Regions from separate parts of the Mus musculus genome. Here regions 1, 3, 4 and 5 are each linked to region 2. A link is a contact called in public Hi-C, HiCAR-type and HiChIP or PLAC-seq data. All regions are on one chromosome and are shown on one strand. Each heading gives the region's core, a stretch centred on a gene start, on an enhancer-like site or on the middle of the called end of the contact. The rest is flanking DNA. Distances are from core to core; before and after follow the strand shown.

The links. Hi-C and Micro-C count contacts between places; a contact is called where the count stands out from the background. HiCAR-type assays count read pairs that join an accessible place to other places. HiChIP or PLAC-seq counts read pairs in DNA pulled down with a chosen protein or histone mark.
Region 1: a Hi-C map of cortical neurons shows a contact between it and region 2, with 2.0 times the contacts expected there. The contact joins the enhancer-like site here to the promoter of Cibar2 in region 2. A contact is called at or near these places in 10 of 39 promoter capture datasets (the 3T3-L1 cell line, 3T3-L1-derived adipocytes, cranial neural crest and 6 more), 1 of 15 datasets of contacts at CTCF or cohesin (the NIH/3T3 cell line), 9 of 484 Hi-C or Micro-C datasets (cerebellar granule neurons, cortical neurons, embryonic stem cells and 4 more) and 2 of 9 other capture datasets (embryonic stem cells and liver).
Region 3: a HiCAR-type map of astrocytes shows a contact between it and region 2, with 3 times the contacts expected there. The contact joins the promoter of Cox4i1 here to the promoter of Cibar2 in region 2. A contact is called at or near these places in 12 of 39 promoter capture datasets (the 3T3-L1 cell line, 3T3-L1-derived adipocytes, the C10 cell line and 8 more), 1 of 15 datasets of contacts at CTCF or cohesin (embryonic stem cells), 3 of 484 Hi-C or Micro-C datasets (cortical neurons and embryonic stem cells), 7 of 115 datasets of contacts at active chromatin or transcription factors (astrocytes, embryonic basal ganglia, embryonic forebrain and 4 more) and 1 of 9 other capture datasets (liver).
Region 4: a contact with region 2 is called in a Hi-C map of the N1E-115 cell line, with 4 times the contacts expected there. The contact joins the enhancer-like site here to the promoter of Cibar2 in region 2. A contact is called at or near these places in 7 of 39 promoter capture datasets (cranial neural crest, embryonic stem cells, frontonasal cranial neural crest and 4 more), 8 of 484 Hi-C or Micro-C datasets (the C2C12 cell line, the HPC-7 cell line, the N1E-115 cell line and 4 more), 11 of 115 datasets of contacts at active chromatin or transcription factors (the NIH/3T3 cell line, SST interneurons, cardiomyocytes and 8 more) and 2 of 9 other capture datasets (embryonic stem cells and liver).
Region 5: a contact with region 2 is called in an H3K4me3 HiChIP or PLAC-seq map of craniofacial prominence, with 4 times the contacts expected there. The contact joins the enhancer-like site here to the promoter of Cibar2 in region 2. A contact is called at or near these places in 9 of 39 promoter capture datasets (the 3T3-L1 cell line, cranial neural crest, frontonasal cranial neural crest and 5 more), 8 of 484 Hi-C or Micro-C datasets (Sertoli cells, cochlea, cortical neurons and 5 more), 9 of 115 datasets of contacts at active chromatin or transcription factors (craniofacial prominence, embryonic basal ganglia, embryonic forebrain and 6 more) and 1 of 9 other capture datasets (liver).

What each region holds. Positions count from the first base shown.
Region 1 is chr8:120,436,135-120,438,834 of GRCm38.p6, forward strand. It overlaps a transcript of Gse1 not described here. Among named protein-coding and RNA genes, the nearest start is that of Gm51556, 53 kb to the right of the region's middle. Within about 2 kb of position 1,322, at least 103 of the 459 cell types and tissues checked have an H3K27ac peak or open chromatin away from gene starts, as enhancers often do. A contact at or near this core is called in cerebellar granule neurons, cortical neurons, hippocampal neurons and 3 more, where this site is marked.
Region 2 is chr8:120,176,092-120,178,814 of GRCm38.p6, forward strand. It overlaps Cibar2 (CBY1 interacting BAR domain containing 2), which reads right to left and starts at 1,378. Exons shown (of 9, transcript NM_001033980.2): 1 at 1,223-1,378. The coding sequence starts at 1,242.
Region 3 is chr8:120,666,866-120,669,565 of GRCm38.p6, forward strand. Cox4i1 (cytochrome c oxidase subunit 4I1) reads left to right here and starts at 1,360. Exons shown (of 5, transcript NM_009941.3): 1 at 1,360-1,490; 2 at 2,444-2,517. The coding sequence starts at 1,381. It overlaps Gm27021 (predicted gene, 27021), which reads right to left and starts at 1,277. Exons shown (of 4, transcript NM_001308449.1): 1 at 892-1,277. The coding sequence starts at 1,113. Emc8 (ER membrane protein complex subunit 8) reads right to left here and starts at 1,222. Exons shown (of 5, transcript NM_010926.6): 1 at 892-1,222. The coding sequence starts at 1,113.
Region 4 is chr8:120,563,098-120,565,797 of GRCm38.p6, forward strand. The region is part of intron 3 of Gse1 (genetic suppressor element 1, coiled-coil protein); the gene reads left to right. Among named protein-coding and RNA genes, the nearest start is that of Gins2, 25 kb to the right of the region's middle. Within about 2 kb of position 1,309, at least 277 of the 459 cell types and tissues checked have an H3K27ac peak or open chromatin away from gene starts, as enhancers often do. A contact at or near this core is called in the C2C12 cell line, the HPC-7 cell line, the N1E-115 cell line and 7 more, where this site is marked.
Region 5 is chr8:120,507,838-120,510,537 of GRCm38.p6, forward strand. It overlaps a transcript of Gse1 not described here. Among named protein-coding and RNA genes, the nearest start is that of Gm51556, 19 kb to the left of the region's middle. Within about 2 kb of position 1,429, at least 60 of the 459 cell types and tissues checked have an H3K27ac peak or open chromatin away from gene starts, as enhancers often do. A contact at or near this core is called in craniofacial prominence, embryonic basal ganglia and embryonic limb bud, where this site is marked.

The sequences.
Region 1 (2,700 bases), core at 72-2,571, 260 kb after region 2:
CTGCGTCTTTTAAAAACCCTGAGTTCCCACATCCCACCCAGGCACGCAGGCTCATGTAGCCCAGGCTGGCCCTGGGCTCGCTATGGTTGCTGAGGTGATCTTGATTTCCCAATCCTCCTGCCTCCACCTCATGATTGCTGGACTTACAGGATTATGCCCCCACGCTCATTCTGTGTGGTGAAGGGGAGTGAAGCCAGAGCTTCATGTAAACGTGGGTCAGTCAGGCAACCACTACAAAACTCCATTGTCTCTGACCTGCTCCACGGCTACTGCCCCTCCCTAAAGAGGAACATTCTCCTCTCCGTCCTGGAGACCCAGTAGGACCCGCCACCGCTGCCGCCTCCCTGGCTACCCACAGTAGATGACACAGCACAGTAGCAGTCCTCTGCTCTGTGTCCAATTACTCTCCCTGGGGACCTGAGGACCAATCTGCTGAGGTGACACTCCCACAGCAGGTGCAGTGGGGGAGGGGGGCGCCAAGGCCCCAAGGGAGAGCGGGACTGGGTGGGATGGGTGAGTCTGCCAGGCAGCTGGAGAGTCCCCCAGTCGGATTTTTCTGCTAGACACCCATTGGGAACGCCCCTCTTCCACCACCATTTTCAGCTTAAAGCCAAGAGCTCTCTCCACCTGCCCCTATAGTCCTGAAATAACCATCAGGTCAGCAGCTGGACTCCATGCTGAGCCAGCACTTGAGGGTGGGGGTGGGGGTGTGTGCAGGCAGAAACCACAGCCCAAGGTCCCCTCCCTGGATGACACTGCCAGAGTCCCTGCTCAGGTTTCAGTTTTAGTTTGTAACCTTCCCTGTTTCCCCGCTAAGCTGACTGCCTCAGATCTCAGCATCTGATTCATCTCTCAGGTCTGCTGGGTCCAGCTGCTCCTGACATTGGCTCTTCTTGAAACAGCCAGACCTCTCTCCTTTTTCCCATGGTTCCATTCAGAGGCAGCTGAAGAGAGCCAGACTTCCCAGGTCCAAATTCAGGCTCTGCACGGGCTCAGCCAGTGTGGCAGGTTTTCTTAGTCTGTAATATGCAGGCCAGAGTGCCCCCCTTCTTTTTGGATCTTTCACCAAGGATAAACCATGTATGAGCTACAGTTGGCTGCAGTGGAAAGAGGGAGTCTTGTGTCTCACAGAGAGGAAGAGGCAGAGGGGTAGGATGTGCCAGGAGGGTTTTGAGGGGTGTGTGGGAGTTTCTTGGATGCAGGCAGAAGAAAGTCAATCCGGTTCAAAGGGACCTTGTCAAGAACTGAAGTCAGTGGATTCTCCCCTGTGCTGAGGGACCATAGATGTTGCAAGAATCACAGAAAAGGCACAACAGGACACACCCACACACCCACTGGGTGCATGATTTGTGGCAGACTGAGACTGTGTTGTCCCCAAGGCAACACAGCTGGAAATAACACAGTTGGGATATGCTGTGGCCCTCTTCCCCTATGTCCCCATCCTTAGCTCTCTGTAGAGCATATCTGTGGGCCACTCTGGTCCTTGTCCCTACTTGGACTGGCGTCTCAAAACCCGGCCCTGGTGGGGCCATAACTGTCCAGCCTTGAGGTCCTAGGCAGGAAGGCTGTGGCTGCTCAGCCCGCCTCTCCGTTCCCAGCACAGATGGTTACGAAAGGCCTTTGTAAATGTTTCATGTTGGCTGCTGCTCCTACCCTGCTAGAGGATTGCCAGAACCTGCTAGAACCTGCCAGAGCACAGTGTCTGTGCCTGTGCCCAGCTCTGTCAGGTGAGAGAGAATATACGCACGACACGGTCTCTGCTCAGCCCCCGCTAGGATCCAGGATCAGCCCCATGCGGCTCCTGTGGCCTGGCACACTCCCCCTGCCTCCGCCCTGGGGCACACAGGCCACTGTCCCTACCTAGGAGCCTGGCACGGCTCCAGCTCCAGTTCCCTCCCACCTGGCAGGTCTTGGGGGATCCAGTGTCTCCGAGGCAGTGGGATGAGACCTGGGGCTGCCTGACTGCACACCTGAGAAGTCACTGGCAAAAGTGTCCCCTTAATTAACCGAGAGAGCAGCCAGTCCCCGAGTAATCTACCAGCAGGAGTCGGTGGCGGCTGCACTGTAAGTAAGGGTGCTATTGTGTGTGAATAATTCAGACCTCAGGGACGGGCCTCTGCTCCTGCCCTCCTGCCCGCAGCCTGCAGTTGCCTGGTGCCTCCCACGGCGCTCCGTAGCCTGTGCACCCAGGCGGCATGTGGGAGGGATACTGGACCCTAGCTATACCAACTTTCAAATGGGCAAACAGTCCTTAGAGAGATAGGACCTCCCTGGGGCTGCAGGGGACCCTTGGGCTCTTCTTCTGCATTGGGTGAAGCAGATCTGGATCCTGTGGGAGGAAGAGTGGCCACGAGCTGCGTAAGAAAGGCCGCTGGTGATGACCCGCTCAGCCAACTTATGGGTCATCACCGAGTGTCACCTGCCACAGTCCCCCGGCCTCAGACCTTGCTGAACCCAAAGTTCCTGTTTCTGCTTCTAATCTAGATATGAGTTAGCAGAGAGTTGAGGCAGGAGGATGGCTGGCCATACGTTTCAGGGCAGTCTGGGTTGATTATAGAGTGAATGGGAGGCCAACATGTCTGCACACCTGTCACTCACAGACAGAACCTGGCACCCTGGTAACAGAGACCACCGCTGTCTGTGTGCCACAACTGTTAAATATGACTGCTCACTTGGCACATGTTCATTTCCACGGATGGG
Region 2 (2,723 bases), core at 128-2,627:
ATAAGCAAGAGCAATCGAGGGGACACCCAGTGTCTTCCTCTGTCCTCTGCACAGTGTGCACAGTGTTAGAGACACACACATACATAATTAATTTATACTCATAATTAAATTTATACTTAATTTATACTCCCTTCCCAGTGTCTTGCATCTTGCAGTCCATTTGGTACCAAGGATGCTCTGATAGGGAGTTGTGGACAGCTGTGATGGCTGTCACTGGATGCTACACGATGCCATCCGACCCCATCAAGCTCCCTGCGGAGTACTTGGGCTCTCTATCACCCTTACTCCTCTGCCTGGTCCCTTCTCCCTCCCACCAGCCCTGGGCTCCTCCACAGAGCTCTTTGCAGACCACTGACCACCGCATGCCACACGCTTGCCTTCTCTGACACACCTCCAGGGCTCATGCCGCCTCCCACACCCCGCATCCTGCCCACAGCCAGCGTTAGTGACAACCTGTGTGCTCAGTCTTCATAAGGGTACAGGAGGCTCCTGAGGCGTCCTGTCACAGTCCCCTCCCCTCAGCCCCAGGTCTTTCCTGTCCCTTGCTGCCCTCCCTTCTCTAGAACCCAAGCCCCTCTTGTGGCCTCTAGTGGTGGCCACTTGGCAGACCCCATAAGGAGCACTGTCTCACGCCTGCTAATGAGCTTCAACTTTGTAGTTTGCAAATGCTCCGCTCACACTTCCCTAGAAGAGGTTGCTATTGACATTTTTTTTTTAATCAAGTAAACAAAAGCCCAGAGATGCAAAGCATCCCGCCCAAGGGCATACAGCAGGCCAGACTCCAGGATGGCTGTCACTCATACACAGTTAGACAGGCAAGCAGGCCCCGTGGGTAAGGCTGGAAGCCAGCTTTTAAAGAGCATTCTGGGTGCATCCAGGACACTGGAAGTCTGAGTCCTAGGGAGACTCAAAGGCAATCAGGGAGGGCAGGTGACAGGGAGTCTGGGGCCATTAGAGGGAGCAGTGTCAAGGTCTGGGGCCTGGGTTTTTGGAGGGGTTCCTAGGGGGCAAGCAAAAGCAGGGAACAGACCAGAGAGTGGCTACACTTGCTCTTCACGCAGCACAGGTGAGGCCGACAGATCGCATTCTGGTAACCTCTATGCTTCAAGCCCTCCCTCCACTTTGAGAAGGGATGGCAGGGGGCTCACCTGCCCTCCTCCCCGATGTGGCAGAACGTGAGGATCCCACCTGCATACCCCTCCCAGCAGCGCAGGCTGCTCACCTGGAGAGGACGACGTTCATTGTGGACAGAGAGAGGCACCTGCTGCCAGGATCTTGGGGAGGATAAGGACAGGGCCCCAGGGGTCCCCTAGTCAGAGAGAAGGCAGCTAGTACTGGGCCCAGCTGTGTGGTCTGGCTAAGCTCAAGGGACTCTGCTGCCTGGTTGCCAGGCAACGGGCCATCCCCAGGCAAGCCCTGGGAGGAGCCCAGCTGGTTGCTGGGCAACCAGGGCCTCCCCTGCGGGGTGAGGAGGGCCAGCTTTGCCTTGGGGCTTAACCACTCTCTGAAATGAATTGGAAGTGGGACACAGAACCTCCACATGCCTTTGAATATGGTGTTCTTGGGGGTTCAAAGTGCTTGTAACCACCAGGAACGGACAGGGAGATCCCCGAAGGGAGCTTGCCTGGGACTTCACCCTGGACCCTGCTGTGTAGAGTCTCCTCCACCCTCAAGGCAGAAGGCCCGGTGGGCGGGGCGTGGGAGCCAGTGTCACTGAGGGTGGGGGGAGTAGACGGTAAAGGGAAGCGGAGAAGGTGAACCAAAGGAGTGCGGGGGGGGGGGGTGCGGGGGGACAGGCAGCAGCTCAGAGGAGTGCCTAGCGAATCAGGCAGTCCTGGGCTTCCCAGAGTATGCGACTCCCACTGTTAGACTTGGGGAAGGTGACTCCAGCGTCAGAGCACTAACACGTTGAGAGGTCTGCGGGTCACAGCCCCCGCCCCGCCCCGCCCGCCCCGCCCCGCCCCACTCGCCCCGCCCCACTCCCCTTTTCACTTAAGGTGCAAAGCAGGCCTGGTGGTGGAGGCAGAGAACCCAAGGCAAGATATTGATAGTTCCACGGGACGCCTGTCACACTGGGTCGTTTTTTTGTGTGCGTCCCAGCTCCATCATGCTGGGATTTGTTTTAAACACTTAGTAAGGCAGAAACATTACGGTCAGCTGCTTCAGATTCAAACCCCACGCCTCAGCTCTGCTGTGTGGCCTGAAAGCAAAGCCCTGGTCTCTCTAGTCTCCTAGACAATCGCCCAATAGGAACTGGAGCCCCTGCGGCAGGGATGAGGAGATAGGTGGGCTGGGCACTGGGAGCCGGGTCCCCTGTCCAGCGAGCCCTCAGAGCACACCTGAGTGCTGGGTCTCTGTGGCACATGTGTTATGCTCCCCTTTTGGGGGGCAGGGACAGGTTTCCCCAGACAACACAAATCTCTGTGTGTCCTTTACGGTACTGTGCCCTCTGTTTAGGGGCAGCCATGGCCCTGAACTCCTACCGGGGCTGTGCCAGTCCTGTGATTTTTCTCTCTGAATGATGCTCTGTGTCTCCTGGTCCGTAATCCCTCCCTTCTGAGGTGTTAGCTGAATTGAAAAGTGTCTCCCCAAAGTACATGTCCACCCTGGGTCTCAGAGCATCGCCTTACTGGAAACGGGGTCTCAGCAGACAGGCTGAGCAGATGAGTCACTCCGGCATGGGAGATGGGGCTCATTCAGAGGCTGCTGTTCCAATCTGCAGA
Region 3 (2,700 bases), core at 110-2,609, 490 kb after region 2:
CCAAACTCGGCAAGGCCACAAGAGTGAAACCCTAACCCTCTCCCCCAGAAAACAAAAGAAACAGAAATCAAGGAATGCGAGTCGCGTCGGTAATCCCAGTTCTCAGGAATCTAGAGCAGGAAGTGCTGGGAGTGCCAGGCTAGCATGGGGGGCTACATTCAAAGCAAGTCTCCGATTCAATGCAGTCATTTTGGTGGGAGAGGGGGAGACAGGATTAGCATTCCCTCCTAGGCCAGCTCAGATTTTTAACTTCAGAGCTCATTCTGAGATGTAAATGAGGCTGTGGGGAGACTGGGTGGTTACGGGTCTGATCTGTTTCTCAGGTGCGTCAGGACTGCACCTGAGAGCGCTTCCAAGATGTAGTAAGCAGCGCCTGACCATATCAGTCCAGGGCTTTATAAAGGCAAACCGCAGAGTTAGAATTCCGGGTCTTGCAAATGTCTCTTAAGCAGAGAAACCGAGTTTGATTACAAGCGCAGAAACAGCAGTCCGTATTATAACCTATAATCTTGCTAAAACAGCAAGTCTGGGGCAAAAAAATCGGCAAGTGGACCCACAAAATACAAAAACAAACAAACAAACAAAAAAACCTCTGTAAAACTAGAGATTTACATGCTATAGGCATTTTTTTCTTTGTGGCCTCACAAACACATTAAGTTTAAACTTTAAACGTTACCTATCCCAGATCTCACTAATGTAGACCAGGCTGGCCTCGAACTCTTGCCTCCCCATCTCGAGTGCTGGTTTTAAGGACGTCCACCACACATTCGAGTTTCTCGGTCATCTTACAAAACCTCGAGAGCTCCCCGGGAGCAGCCGCAGCGTCCCGCGAAGGGCGCCCGACTCCGCCCGGCCCGGAACCCCGCGCCGCGGCCTCGACCGCGAGCTTACCAGGGTGAGCGCCACCTCCAGCATGGGCGTCAGAGCCAGCGTGCCGTGGAAGAGCGGGATGCAGTCCACGAAGAGCGTGTGGCTGCCCGCTCCGGGAGGATGCTCCTTGCGCGGCCTCTGCCTCTCGGCCACCAGGAGCCCGTTGACGGCGCAGTGCGGGTACTTGGCGCCGTGGAGCACCATCTTGCAGTAGGCCTGCGTAGTCAGCTTCACGCCGGGCATCGCGACCCACGCACCGCGGTCCTCCGCCACGACCCTCCGCTGCACGCCGTGACGCTCTCGCACCTCCGGCCGCGGCCTCCCGCCTCAGCCGGTCGGCCGGAAAACGTCTGCCGGAAAGCAGCTGCTACCCGCTCGGCCTTTCGCGACAGTTACCGCCCCGCCCCGCCTCGTCCTGCCCCGCCCTGCCCCGAGCCGCGCCGCCCCGCCCCGCCCCGCCCCGCGCTCTGAAACGGACGGGCTTGGGGCGGGGCTTCCCTGATTCCCGCGATGCTTCGCGGCTCCGTCTTGGTCTTCCGGTTGCGGGCCCCGTTCTTCCGGTCGCGAGCACCCCAGGGTGTAGAGGGCGGTCGCGGCGGTCGCCTGGGCAGCGGTGGCAGGTGACGGCCTTGGACGGCGGGTGAGGGTGGCACGGTCGGGGGCCCGAGGACCTGGAGCGCCGGGGCCGGGAGCGGTGCCTCCGAGACGCCCCCGGACCCGGGACTTGAGCGGCTCGGTGACCTTGGGGCGCCCGCTTCCCCGAGCGGGTCTGTTGTCTCGGGTCCCCGCTCCGGCCTGCCGGGCACCGGGCGTTCCCGCTGTGCCAGGCCCGAGGGACAGCGACCTGAGCCCTGACGTCACGCTACGGTTTCTGCCGCCCCGGGCGTTGATTTTTTTTTTCCCGGGCTCGGACGTTCTTTCTCGGGGATCGAATCTCAGGGGTTGTGCTACAGTGAGGCGTGGGGCTCGGGTCGCTGGGGCGGGTGACAGGGTCATCCAGGTCGCCTGCGGGACGCAGGAACGGGAAGCGGGCCAGGGCCTGAGCCTGGGCGGCCTCCTCCCGCTTGCCCTTCGCAGTCTCTGTACAAGTCAATTTTTAAAATAAAACTCAGTCGCAGGAGGTGTGCTACCGTGCTATCTATCTATCTATCTATCTATCTATCTATATATCTAGTTCTAGCAGTTTCAGTCATTTTTGTCTTTCTAGTTAATTTTTTAAGAAGCCGGATTTATAGTCATTGGCCAAAGCCATGTATATTACAGCCCTTGGCTTGATGTAAGGAAGTTCACCCTGTGCCTTCGCATCAGTAATAAAAACCGGATCCTGGGGGCATGCCTCTGGCCTGTAATGCCGGCTCTTACGAGGTAGAGGAAGGTAATAGTGGAAGCTTTCAGGCCAGTCCGTGCCTTAAAAAGTTGATGAAATCATTACCAAAAAAAAAAAAAAAAAACATTTAACATTTCGGGGGATAAGTTGCATTTACTTCCTTAATGTTTTGCCGCAAAAAGACTTTGGCTAAAAGGTGTTTGCTGTCATTGTTAAGAGGTATAAGGGTTTTTTTTTGTCTTTCAGAATGTTGGCTTCCAGAGCGCTGAGCCTGATTGGCAAGAGAGCCATTTCTACTTCGGTGTGCCTTCGAGCACATGGTGAGCAGGACTTTCACTCCCTTCCCTGCCCTTTTCTTTCTCCTCCCTTTGGTTTTTCATGACAGGGTTTCTCTGCATGGCTCTGGCTGCCTTGGAGCGCAGAGACTTAACCTGCCTCTGACTCCCATGTTCTGGGATTAAAGATGTGCACCGCCATGCCCGGCTCAGGACTTTTACTTTCTT
Region 4 (2,700 bases), core at 59-2,558, 390 kb after region 2:
AGAGCCTCCCTAAGCCTGGGGAGGGAGGGGGTCGCCAAGGCCCTGCCCCTTTACACAGTGGTGTCTTATTGTGTCCTCTGGTGGCCTGGACGGCAATCACTTCTTTAGGGGTCTACATACCCAGAGGCACCAGGTTGAGACAGACAACAACCATAGAGTGCCTTGGATCTTTGGCTAGACAATAGCTGTGACTGCTTTGGAGGAGTAGGGGCGGGACTGTAGGCTAACTCTGATGGTCCCTGATGCCAGCCAGCACCGGGGTCCTTGTGTCTGCAGTCTCTAGCTGGCCATAACCTAACTGCAGTGGAGGAGCCAGCCCCAGAGCTTCCCCTGTACTGCTGGGCCTCCCGGCGGCCTGGCAGCCTGGCGCCTAGAGGGGGCCTTGCTAATTAAGAACCGCTGTCAGCTGTGGCTTTCCCGGGATTCTCCAGCCCCATTCCCAGAGGGTTTGTACTGCTAGGAAGTACTAATTAAACCACAGAGATGGAGGGGGAGGGGAAGGAGAGCACCTCTCCCCGCTGGGGCAGGGCAGGATAGGCAAGAGTGTGAGTTTCATCTGCCCTTCAGGTCTGATTGGTGTCCCCAGTAAAGTGCTTGGAGCATCCATCAGGCTCCTGACTGAAGCGTGGGGGCCAGCCTTGGCCCATTCCTCCTGTGGCTGAAGTCACACTTAACCCTGGGAAACCTGTCTGAGCGATCCTGTCATCGAATCTCAGCTCAGAGCAGCCTAGACCCACCCTGTCCTGGCTTAAGAGAAGTCAGAGAAGTTGCCACCGCCAACCATCTCCTGTCTGTGGACTCCTGCCAGAGCGCAGCTTTGACCTCAGACAATGAGTCAGCTGATAAAAACCCCCATAGAGCTTCCCTTCCCTGGGTAACCAGCTTGCCTGGTGACTGGCTTTGCTCCTGAGAGAGAAGCTGGTGGGAGGGTCACTTCCTGTTCCTGCCTTGGGCCCCGGAGCTTCTGCTGACTGGAGCCCCTGGCCCAGGTCCAAGACACTTCATGTATTGTCCCCTTGGAGAACTAGGAGGTTCCAAGTGCCTCTGCCTCGTGACTCCTCTGCCCGGAGCCTGTCACTATCCTCAGAGGATCCTTACTGCCTCAGAAACATTTAGTAACCCGGAGAAGGGCTCTGATGGCTCTGCTCCAGCAGTTCACGCTGTGGTTAACAAGACCTGCTCGCCACCAGGGAGACCGCCACCGCCACCGCCACCGCCACCGCCAAGCACACACACAGTGGATGATGCTCAGAGCTCAGCAGAGAGTTTAATCCTTTCCAGGAGGGCGGGGGATGCGCTCTCCCTGTAGTGTGGCCATGAGTCACTAGGGGCCTCTGGAGGCAACATCCACTGGTTGGAAGTCAAGGGGGTGTGTGGCTCCAGGGTGACCAGGCAGTGGAAGCCGCGTGAGAGATGAATGAAGAACAGTCTGGAAACTAACGGGCTCATCCCACTTGACCAGCTGTGGAGACCTCACTCTAATCACTGGAGAATGAGAGTTCTCTCCTTCCCAGCCGCTGCCTTTCATGGATGCAGCTGTGTCTTGGAGCAGCTCTGCAGACATATCTTGTCTGCCACAGCTGCTGCCAGGAGGGTGCCCTGGGGCAGCCACCATGCCGGGGCTTTTTCTGTCCTTGTCACCCAGGCAGCACCCTGCCCCACAGATGGCCTGGTTAGCCAGGTTCTAGTCAGAGAGGCCACAGGCCTGAGGAGGGCAGCAGTGTGCAAACCCCCCTTCCCCCCACCCCCCCAATTGGCCTGATGACCATTTTTTCTTTTCTCTTTTTTTTCTCTTTTTTCATCTTTGGGGCTATTTTTTGTTTTTTGTTTTTTGGTTTTTGGTTTTTTTTTTTTTTGGAGACAGGATTTCTCTGTGTAGCCTGGCTGTCCTAGAACTCACTCTGTAGTGCTGGGATTAAAGGCATGTGCCACCACTGCCCAGCCTGATGGCCATTTTTCTAGTCTCCTTGTTTGTCCTGGTGTGAGTGGGATATGTGCCCCCACCCCACCCGCACCCTGCCATACACACCTATACGGTACTGTGTGAATGTTTCTCCTGAGGAGGGCAGGTCAGAGGTCATGAACCCATGAGGACCCCACAAGGGAACAGAGACAGCCTGCTGCTGCACCCAGGGAAGGAAACAGATGTTGCTGCTCATTAAAAATTCAATCAGCAGCCTGTCTCCCTCAATTAATCGTGGCTGGCTGTCTGTGGGGAGCAGGAGGGCTTGTGGTAGACTCTGTGAGAATGGAGGCGGGGAGGTACGGTGCTAAGCTGTCCTCACTCTGCACACACAGGGTTAAGTGGTGGTACAGCCACGACCCCTCCCCTCGGGGCTTACATATGCTCTGGTGATGCTAGCTGCTGACCCTGGGGATAACCACAAGGAGCCGGTAGAATGGCTGGCAGGCCTGTATCCAGAGACAATCAGTGTTACTATGCTGGCTACCATGAGCCTTTCAGTCACACCATGGGTTCAGCCATATCATCCAGAGGACCTCGTGTCCCTAGTGAGTGCCACTGTCTGCCTTGTGTTGGGCTTCTCCTGCAGTAGTGAGGGAAGGGCCTCAAAGTTGTACCAGGAGGCTCCTGGCCCTCAGTCTCCCCTCTGCTCCGTGGCTCCCTGACTTTGCCTCTCTGCCTTGCCCTGAGGATTCCTCCCTAGTCACAGGTGACAGGCATGCAGGGCTGTTGGGTCT
Region 5 (2,700 bases), core at 179-2,678, 330 kb after region 2:
TGCAGTCCGGGGGTGCTGCACAGAGTCTGGGGGTGCTGTGCTAGATCTAGGGGTAGTGGGTGGGGCCTGGATTCTGTGCGGGGTCTGGATGCTGTGCCTAGGTCTGGGCTGCTATGTTGGGTCTGCAGGTGCTGTGCTGGGTCTGAGGATGCTGTGCGGCATCTGGGCCCCAGGATGCTACAGCTGTGTGTCCACCTCTCTCGCGCTTTTCCTCAGCTCAGTAGCCTGGCAGTGGAGGCTGAGGCCTTTGTTCTCTAGAATCAGAGGCAGTGATGGGCCTATGGTTCTTGGTAAGGCTGCCTTCTCCCAGCCTGTCCCTGGTCAACAGGCTGCTGGGGTCGGTGGAGGCGTCTCTACCATGGAATCCTAGTCTCACCTGGGAAGTGGCCCCAGGGTCGCTGCTGGCTAGGCCTCTCCGGAGTTTTATGGCAAACAGATAGATGACAGATGGACAGCTTTGTTGCTTTAGTGCAGGATGGAAAGTTAGACCGTCTCCCCAGTGATAGGCTTCTCTGGAACCCATATGGACCGGTTTTTCTCTGGCCACACCCTTCGCTCCAGTGCGACAGGTGCGTGCGTGCATGGTCACTGTTACCAGCTTTCATCTGCAAAGAGCAGAGTCCAAGAAGGGCTGACTGCCTTGTGCATGGCAATCATAGAGGTGGGATTCAGACCTGGGCCTGCCCCTCCCTAAGCCTCAGGCCTCTTGGTCCACTAGGTGAAATGAATTCCCAACTCCGTCTCTCTCTAAGACGGAGCTGGGAATTCTCTGGGGACTCTCTCCTGCTCCGCTGTGCTAGCCATGATGTGACTGTGTGGTCCCCGCAGCCCCTGTACACACAGCTTCTTGCTCATTCAGACCTCCCCACATCCAGAGCCCCACACCCAACACTCTCACCCTTGTCCTTGTCACCCTGACCCATCATGTTCCTGTCCATGTTTTCTTGCAACACCTTGGAGCTCCTGAGACCAGGAGTGGGGTGTCTCCCAGCGGAGCAATAAACTCTCTCCAAAATGCTTCCAGCTCATGGGTTCTCCTCTGCTGCTTGTCTCCAGCGTGGTACAGGTGCCCGCACAGTGGCACACAGCGGGTGCGTGAACAGCAGGAGCCAATCAGTTGGATGATCAGCCTTTGGACATAGTGAGTACATTCCATAAGTCAGTTGGATGGAGGGAGTAAGTCAGTAGGGAAACCAAGGTTTAGGGTTCTACCTGTGTTGGGCATCCCTTCCCTGGACAGACAACTCTGTGAGAGAAATCCCAATAGCGTCAGCTTGGGGCCACGGCTTCAGGGTGCCACAGTGGGTAGGGCCAGGGCAAGGAAATAGTGAAGTCCTCTCTCGAAGAGCAGTCCACCAGAGGGCCCTCCCAGAGGGCGGGGCTTCTGCCCAGAGCAAGGAAAAGGCTCCGGGAGACGGACCCACCCACTTCTATTGAAGCCTAGCTGGGGCCAGCTCTGGGGTCCTGCCAGACACAGCAGTGCTTTGTATCCAGGCTCCTACTACAGCCACCAGGGTGGGGGCGCTTTGTATTGTAAATTTCCATGGAGAATTATGTCTTAATGTATGGTAATCCTCGGACCTGGGGGCTGTGCTGTCCTTACGCCTGTGGGAGTCTAGACCGCCCCTGGAGGAGGGCTGGAGAGCGCAAGTGACGTGTGGGGGTCAAAGGGGCGTGTCCTGGAGACCCAGGGATTCCCTGAGTTGAGCTTTGGGGACCCTCTGAAGCAGGTTGTCTGGCCTAGCTTCCTGCTTATTGGCCAGCCCTCCAAGGAACCTGACTCTGGTTTTAGACCAGAACTGGCCTTGGGGCTCTCTGCGTATCAGGTACTGGCTCCTGATCCTTCCGTGCTGGGAGAACACATGACTTCTTGGCTCAGCTTAGGCTCGGAGTGAGCGACGCTGTGCCCCTGCCCTATGGGGGAGCGGGGGTGGATGCTAGGGTGGGTGTCGGGGCTGTGGAGAGATCCAGTGATCCGGCGTTCAGTGGCTTTTTGCTCAGTCTCTAGAGAAAGGGGGACAGCCCGGGAGCTCCCCTGGGAAGAACAAGCCATGTGATCAGATGACAGGTACCAAGGCCCTGGGGCTGGGGCTTGGCTTCTGTCCCAAGCTGTGGATTTTCCTGCTCTTGAATGGTTCTTTGGATATTTATTGGAGTCAAGTTGCTGTAGGGGAGCAAAGAAGCAGAGGAGGCTGTGGGCTGGTCGGATAGTCCAATCTCCCAAGTTGAGCGACTGCTGCGGGTAGGATGCTGATAGGGTGAGTGAGCTCAGCAGGGGAAGAGCAGGCACTGGACATGGGAACCATGAGGAGAGGGGAGAAAGCCACAACTGCTACCACCGCAGAAAGGGAAGAGTACTTTGGGGCCCCTCCCCCTCCCCCTCCCCCTGGCGGTCTCCTGCAGTTTAACCTTGCTCTGCCTTCTGCCCCCTCTCCTCCCTCCTCCTCCTCCTCCCCTCTCTCTTCTTCCTCCTCTCTCCTGCCCCCCTCCTCTCCTTCCTGTCGTCCTCTTCCCCTTCCCTTCCCCCTGCCCTCTCCCCTTCCCTCTCCTTCCCCTTCCCTTCTCCCTGCCCTCTCCCCTTCCCTCTCCTTCCCCTCCCCCTCCCCCCTTTAGCCCCACCCCTGCCCCCTTCCCCTCCTTTCTGCCTCTCTCCCTCCTGGCTTATTCCCCTGCTTCCTATCTCCTTTTCCTTCTTCCTGC